Linked DNA regions of Anas platyrhynchos: region 1 is linked to region 2. Evidence: chromatin contacts called from public Hi-C data. All regions are on one chromosome and are shown on one strand. The core of a region is the stretch at or near the end of the contact, and the rest is flanking DNA. Distances in the headings are between cores, read along the strand shown.

What was found. A called contact is a pair of places that touch in the nucleus more often than the background predicts.
Region 1: a Hi-C map of subcutaneous adipose tissue shows a contact between it and region 2, with 1.8 times the contacts expected there. The contact joins two enhancer-like sites. A contact is called at or near these places in 2 of 8 Hi-C or Micro-C datasets (skeletal muscle and subcutaneous adipose tissue).

Annotation. Positions count from the first base shown.
Region 1 is chr2:117,173,887-117,177,370 of IASCAAS_PekinDuck_T2T, reverse strand. All of the region lies in intron 1 of LOC106016617 (a long non-coding RNA gene), which reads left to right. Among named protein-coding and RNA genes, the nearest start is that of TGFBR2, 83 kb to the right of the region's middle. Within about 2 kb of position 1,345, at least 2 of the 8 cell types and tissues checked have an H3K27ac peak or open chromatin away from gene starts, as enhancers often do. A contact at or near this core is called in subcutaneous adipose tissue, where this site is marked.
Region 2 is chr2:117,002,192-117,005,784 of IASCAAS_PekinDuck_T2T, reverse strand. The region is part of intron 14 of GADL1 (glutamate decarboxylase like 1); the gene reads right to left. Among named protein-coding and RNA genes, the nearest start is that of GADL1, 67 kb to the right of the region's middle. Within about 2 kb of position 2,109, at least 3 of the 8 cell types and tissues checked have an H3K27ac peak or open chromatin away from gene starts, as enhancers often do. A contact at or near this core is called in subcutaneous adipose tissue, where this site is marked.

The DNA.
Region 1 (3,484 bases), core at 96-2,595, 170 kb before region 2:
TTTCTGCCAGCCTCTCTGTGAGCCCCCAGTATCATGCAGGGATTACAAAATTTGCAGATGGTCACTCTTTTTATCTATGAGGTGTCAGGTGGGAGCAGACAAGCTATGCCAGACCCTTGTGCCTGCTCTGCTTCAGCCTGCTCTGGGCTTTGCAGCTGGATTTGCTGTGAGCCCTGGTTGATATGCTCTGTGGTCAAAAAAGGCTGCCAGTATGTGATAGGAGCCTGCAAAGCACTAAAGAAGTTGGTCCAGCAGCTTCAGAAAAGATCGAGATAAAATAACAGACTGGTTTAAAGGGTTTTTAGCATACTGTTTTATTGCATCTTGACTGTAGTTTGCTTTCCTTGCATGAGGCTTTCAGACCCTGCCTAGTATATGCTGATTTTAACACTAGAAATTCTGTAATTATCTACAATTTATTTGATATGTGGCAGAAGGTAGAAGAAAACCTTTTTTTTTTTCTATTTTTTTTCTTTGTTTGCCATTGAAATTTGGATGTTACAGAGGTGCAGAGGTGTCTCTGAATAAAATCCTAGACTTATGTTCCTTTGTATACAATAGATGTTCAACTTGTAGTGAATCTGATAGCAGAACGTGCATTTATAATGAGGTCTGTATCAGTGTTCTTGGTTTAAGCAAAGAGACATCTCTCTTCCCCTTACCTAAGACCACACTTCTTTTAAGAAATACCTTCGTGCTTTCTGTATTAGTATGCCTTTCAGCCTGCTCTCTTCACTTTGGTAATGAATATGTAAGTGAAAACAGCAAATATATCTGCCATCAAATTGCATACACGCAAGGGGGAGTAGTCTCAAAGTGACTTTTGAACTTTTAAACCTGAAGTGTTTGCACCAGATGCTTTTTCTTATTCTAATCCAGCATGAAATGTGTCCGAAGCTGAATGTACTTGTGCTAAGGCAAAATGAACTATTTTCATCTTACGTGCTTCTCGGATGAATCATGAGCCTTGTGCCATGTAGTGCGGAGTCCTTGCACGTACTTGCACGCATGCACACACGTTGGTTTCCTGTAAAGAAATACTGATTTCTGCATCAAGTTACAGCATGCCAGAGATCTGAGAGCTGGATAACCATATCGCAGCAGCTGACATGAAGGGGTGCATAAAGGATAAGGGTACGAACACTGTCATCTTATTGCTGGAAACTCAAAAACAGCATGAGGCCAAATGGGCATACATATTTTTTTATTTTTTTTTTGCCTCTGCAAGTTTTGATGTTCCTAAAATCTTTCTGCCTGTCTTACGTGGTACAGAGCTCATGCTTGATCAGCCAGACACCAAGGGAATTCATATGTTTTAGACACATGTCCTTTTCCAGCTTGAGGTTAAGCTACGTGTGTTAGCATGTAGCAACTGTTATGGAGAAAATGATTCATGAAGCCATCTCCTGAGAGCATGGGAGGGAGGGACTGGTGGGAAATTTTTATGTGAGCAAAAGGAAAGATGTTGCTAAATGTTCATGAGGTGAGCGGTGGAAAGCAGAAACGTCTGCAGAGGGCTCTGCCTTGTTCAAACATAAACAGCTGCATAGTGAAATAGCATTTTTTTTAAAAACCTGATAAAGCAAAAGTCTCACCTTCTGTTAGCAGCTCCCTGTGGTAATGCCAACAATCCTTTATGAGCCCTGTAGGAACAGCTTCTTTAGTTACAGCTATCAGAAAGGGGCTCTTCTCTGCCTCCTCCTCCTTCTGGCAGAGTTCCCAGACTGGACCCATTTGGCTGACAACTTGCTCACCTGCATCAGTCGATGGCACACAAAGGCATCCCAGAGCACTTGGCTCCAATCTTCCTCAAGGTGAGAAAAGCTCAGTGACAGACACGCTCAGCATGCAAAGTCTCTCAGCACCAGGAGCTGTGGGTGTGAGGTTCCCCGTCACGCTAAGTGGAGTCACACGCCAGTTCCTGACAGCCTGCAATGAAGATGCAGTCCAGCTGCCAGCCAAACCATCAAGCGCCTACCTCGGCACTTTCTGTTCCTATGAGTTGAGTCCTAAGCAAATGAATATTTTTCCTAGACTTAATATAATAAATAAATCATGCTAACAAGTGACGTGCATGGGAGGAAACAGGGTGAAGCAGAACTGTTAGTATATTTGTACAAAGCAAGGATAGCTGATTTAATCCATTTAAGTTCCTTTCTTGTTTAGAAAGATCTTGTTTGTTTCAGATCAACCTGACAGTATAAATATAAATCTGCTCACTGATGCTATAATCTGAGTCTTTAATGAAGCCCTTTGAAGCAGAACTTACACACTGAGAGCTCTTGGTTATATATCCGTTACCTCTTACAGCTTAATATAAACTCATAGCTTATACAGCAATAAGGAAGTTTCAAAATATGAAATTTACATCCTTGGGTAATCCACTGAAAACACTTATTTACAGTGGTAGCAACACAGAAGGGGATTACTAATAGCTTTCATTTCCCAACCGCTGCTGCAGGCAGCAAAACAATGGAATTAAGTTTGGCTTTATGTGCAGTCTAATCAGTTGATTCCAGGATTACTGACTCTCTCTGGCTTCTGTGGCTATGAATACATAAAGCTGGTCAGTCCTGCGGTGTTGCGTTTGTACTCCTGCCATTGAATTAGCTCAAGGCATGCTTGATGAGGTGGGAAGAAAACAACTGGAAGGGAAGAAATAGGGAGCCAAGGGAAGGACGTTGGACAGTCGGGGCTGTTTGGGATTAGTACAACTGTATTGGAGTCAATAAGACTCTCTGGGTGATGAATCAATACAAAATTTGGCTATAATATTTAAATCCAACAAAAATGCTCTCTAGTTCTGTGGAGACTGACCAGGGTCACTTACTGCTTAATTTTCCTCATTGTAATTGTTCTATTCCAATACTTTTGATGGCTTCTTTGGGGGAACTTTTGGTATGGTTAGCAGAGCCAGTCTGCTTTGTACAGGTTTCATATATGTGGGCAAAAGCAGTCGCTTGTTTAATTGTAACTGTATAATTTGCTTGGTGTACACAAGGTTCAGTGAAGGCTTGGCAAACCCAGTCTTGGCCTTCACTGAATCAGGCAAAGAACTTACCAAAAGAGGTGGTATAGGCACTTAGCTTGTGTCCTTAGGCAGTTACTGTGCAGACCTGAAACCCTGCTGTGCTCTCAGCATTGCAGAGGAGATGTATGCATACAGCCTCATGCTTCATAGTGATTTTGAAGGGAGGGGTGTCAGACAAAACTGCAATTGGTTGTATTTTAAGTTTCTCGGTCACCTGGCTGCAGCTGCCAACCCCCAGTCTTGTTCTCATGTTGGTGGGCTTGTATCAGCTCTCTTTGTAGCATCCTTCTGATGAGAACAGCAGTGCTTCTCACAGAAGTATTGAAGTCCTCCTGCCTGAGTCAGCGATGGGAAACGTTAAGGGATTCAGTTTCCTTTTTTTTCCTCTGTGCTCATTTAAGCACTTGGGATTATGTGGAAGGCATTGACCTAATCATCAGAGACCCAGTCTTC
Region 2 (3,593 bases), core at 860-3,359:
AATCAAACCCTGGTCATTCCATTCTTATATTAAACACATGAGTAATATAGACCCCTAGCTCCTAATTTCAGGTCCTTATAATATTAATCCTGGGTGGTATTTTTCCATCAGAACCTGCATTGCATACAGAAGGCAGTTACTTAATTTTGTAAGAGCCTCACACATAGGAGGAGCAATAACTTGAGAAGATGTGTCAGGTGCACTGAACTGTACATCATGTGTTACCCAGAGAAATGGCCTCCAGCACTGAAGGTAAAATGTGGAAGGTAGGATTCAACTCCCATCATTTTGGCAGTCTGAAGGTTAGACATCTAGCCTAAACATTTAGGCTTTGCTTTTAAGGAAGGAAATGATGCACCTCTAGAGAGTGATTTATCTCATCGTAGAGCAGGCATCTAAGATATATGGGGTTGATTTAGAAAAGCCTTTCTCCCTGTCTATGGGCCTCAGGGAACACCTCCGCCCAGCTTTTAGGTGACTAAAGCACGGTAAAATTAAATTTATCTTGACAGTTTATCCATAATCAAAGATATCTAAAATCTACCTTCCTGCATAGGCCTAAGATCTGCATTGGTCACAGTGCAGAGGGAGCATATCCAGAGTACAAGCAGGATCATGCAGAGCCATGTGCTCCCCAGTTACTGACACGGTAGATATGTGTTAGGTGATGTGATTAAAGGCTAACCACAGAGAACACAAAGACTCAGCAAGGATCAGAGAAACAATGACAGGCAGAGGAACCCTAGTAACCTGATCAGTGAAAATGGAGCACACCACATGGACTACTCCTCTGACTATCAAAGGAGAGCACTTGCCCGTGGTGTGAAACCCACAAAGAGCAATGAATGAAAAACTCTCACAGAAATGCAAGAAGAGGGGTACAGTACATCTTACAGGATGCAGAAGGAAGAAAAGTCTGGGACTGAAAAAAAATGTATTCTGTGATGCTTAGGTGAAAGGACCAAAGGTGTGGACGGGGAAGGGTCAAGGTGAATTGGGGAGAAACAACTAGGAGAAATCAGAAGAAAAACATAGACAGTGCCATCAGATACAAAAACTGTTGGTCAGTACACCCGCATGGATGAACCCTGTTCTTGATCACCACAGTCTATCCTATATTCCCATTAAATATTATTTCTATCTTCTGTTGGAAGCGTAAACACTAATGAACTTCAAGATGGACAAAACTAGTGAAATAAGAGGTCTGAGTACCTGCGACCTGCAGGGTTTGCAGATCCAGGTACCAGCAACTGGATAGACTCAAGACCTAAGACCAGTGACCAGAGAGACCATAATATGCATGTATTTATCCCACTAGATTTGAGTCCTGATCAGCTAAAGAGAATTGGGTGGTTCATACTGTTCTTGTTTGTATGATTGCTATAAATGTTTTGATGCCAGTAAAGACGCTGCTCTTTGTGTGGCCAGCTGTGTATTTTGTGTGTGTGTGTGTATGTACCCCAAAAGTCAGGACTGTGAGGTCCTGCTTTCACAGTCTGTATTCATATTGAAATGAGTACGTGAGTACGTGTACTCTAAGGACCCAGGGACAGAGAACCACAGTGGCCTCATACCTATCAGGCTAGAAAAGGAGATATCCCCCTGGGTTCCCAGGGCACCTGGATTCAGCCATTTTCTGACACTGCACTGCATTGCTACTGCTCTGAAGTCTTTTCTGTCATTGGCAATTGACGGGTGACAATTTTCACTGAAACTGCAGGGACATGTGCTTTGAATCATTTCCTATAAAAAAAGAACTCATTTGCATTTGATCCCAGAAGTGTCCCGTTGGTCCCACACATGCATACTGATCATTAGAAAACTCTGCCTTTTAAATGTATGTGGGGATCTTCATCTGCCACAAATGAAATGAAGAACTTCAGACTAGGATAAAATTCGCATAGGCTTTTACCTCATTATCATATTGTATTGTAAGGTCACTGAGCTCAGAAACTTAAAATGTACAGAATGAGACAAAATGAGATTTGCAGTTCTGATTCTGTTTGAGGGAGAACCATCTTTAACCAAGAACAGTTGTGAGAATACGTGCTAATACCATACTAAGGGTGTGCCTCGACTCTCTTGACGTTACTTCCCTTCATACATTCAGAGCCAGTTTTTGTAAGTTGAGTGCATGCAAATCCCTTTGGTGCACAGCTGCCAAGCTGGCTGTGTGTACATGCAACGATCCAGTTTTCATCTATACACAGGCTATATGCTTGCATATATTACATGCATACAAGTACATCCATGCAGCCATGGAGGACCAAGCTAGAACAAAAGTCAGACTAACAGAGGACTCCTCGAAAAAAAAAAGAAAAGAAAAGAAAAAAACACAAACACAAAAACACAAGGCAAAGAAAAAACTCCATCTAGTTCACAGCATAACCTCCATTTCTCCAACATGCTGCAGAGCAATTGACATGGTCCTCTGCATCTAGCATGGCTGCAGGCTAGTGCCCTCCTACAAGCTTCAAACTGTTGTTATTTTACTTCCCTCAGATGATTCTCATTATAATCAGGCTGAGTGCTGAGTTAAAAAGTAAGTGTATGAATCATATCATCAACTCAGTTGTCTGGAATCTGGCTTTGCCATGCGTTTCCTCATTGCTACACACATCACCAGTGTAAAACATGTTGTAGCTGCATCAAATTTCCTTTTGCTCTTTTTTAACCCTACAATCGCCTGTGAATAGATACTTATTTATTGCTCTCCAGCTTCCTATCGGCTGATCATCTGTGTCTTCACTGCCTTGTAGCAGTCACAAAGAGTTGCAAATATTAAACTTGAGGTTATTGACCACGGGAGACCTCTTTATCCAGCTCCTGGGACAAGACCTCAGGACTGAGCGTGTGTGTCCTGCTCAGTAAGAGAAACAGAGGATTCTCAATGCCTAATTTAAGCCATACACTGTGCATCAATAGTTCACCTTCCCACAGCACTGTATCTTTTGCCATAGCCACCCCCCATGGGACTGTCTCCCAGCTGGAGCAAGAGGGCTGGTTCAACCAGCTTTAATCCCACCAGAGGAAGGATGCATGCATGACAGTAACTAGCCCTGAGTCATGCTTTTGCTGCTTCACTTAAAGAGATAAGCACAAGACAAAAATAAACCCTCCCAGCTATTAAGACTTATTTTAATCTGACACCCTCCTTCTTTCAACTGTGTGTCTACTGTACAGATCACACAAGTCCAGTGCATTGCACATTCTCCTACTACCTAAACACTGCACCTTTGATATTTTCTAAAAACCATCACTCTAAGCACTATTGAAGTAGCCTTTCCCATGTTTCTAATCTGTCTAAATCCATCTACCAGACTCCAATACCTGAAAATTACTCTTTTTTTTTTTTTTTTTTTTTTTTTTTTTTTTTTTTTTTTGTAAAATGAGCATTTTTGGACTGATTTTCTTCAGAGGACTTCATTTTTCCAGTTACATAATGCAAAATACATCTTGCATTTTTTCCCTTTGAAGCCAACACTATTCCCAAGGTACAGGACTAGTGCAGTTTTTATAATTTTGGAGTGGGATGTACAGAGATGGATTCTCTTTAGTTTGTTTTTAACCTTATAAAAATCTGTAAGCACATT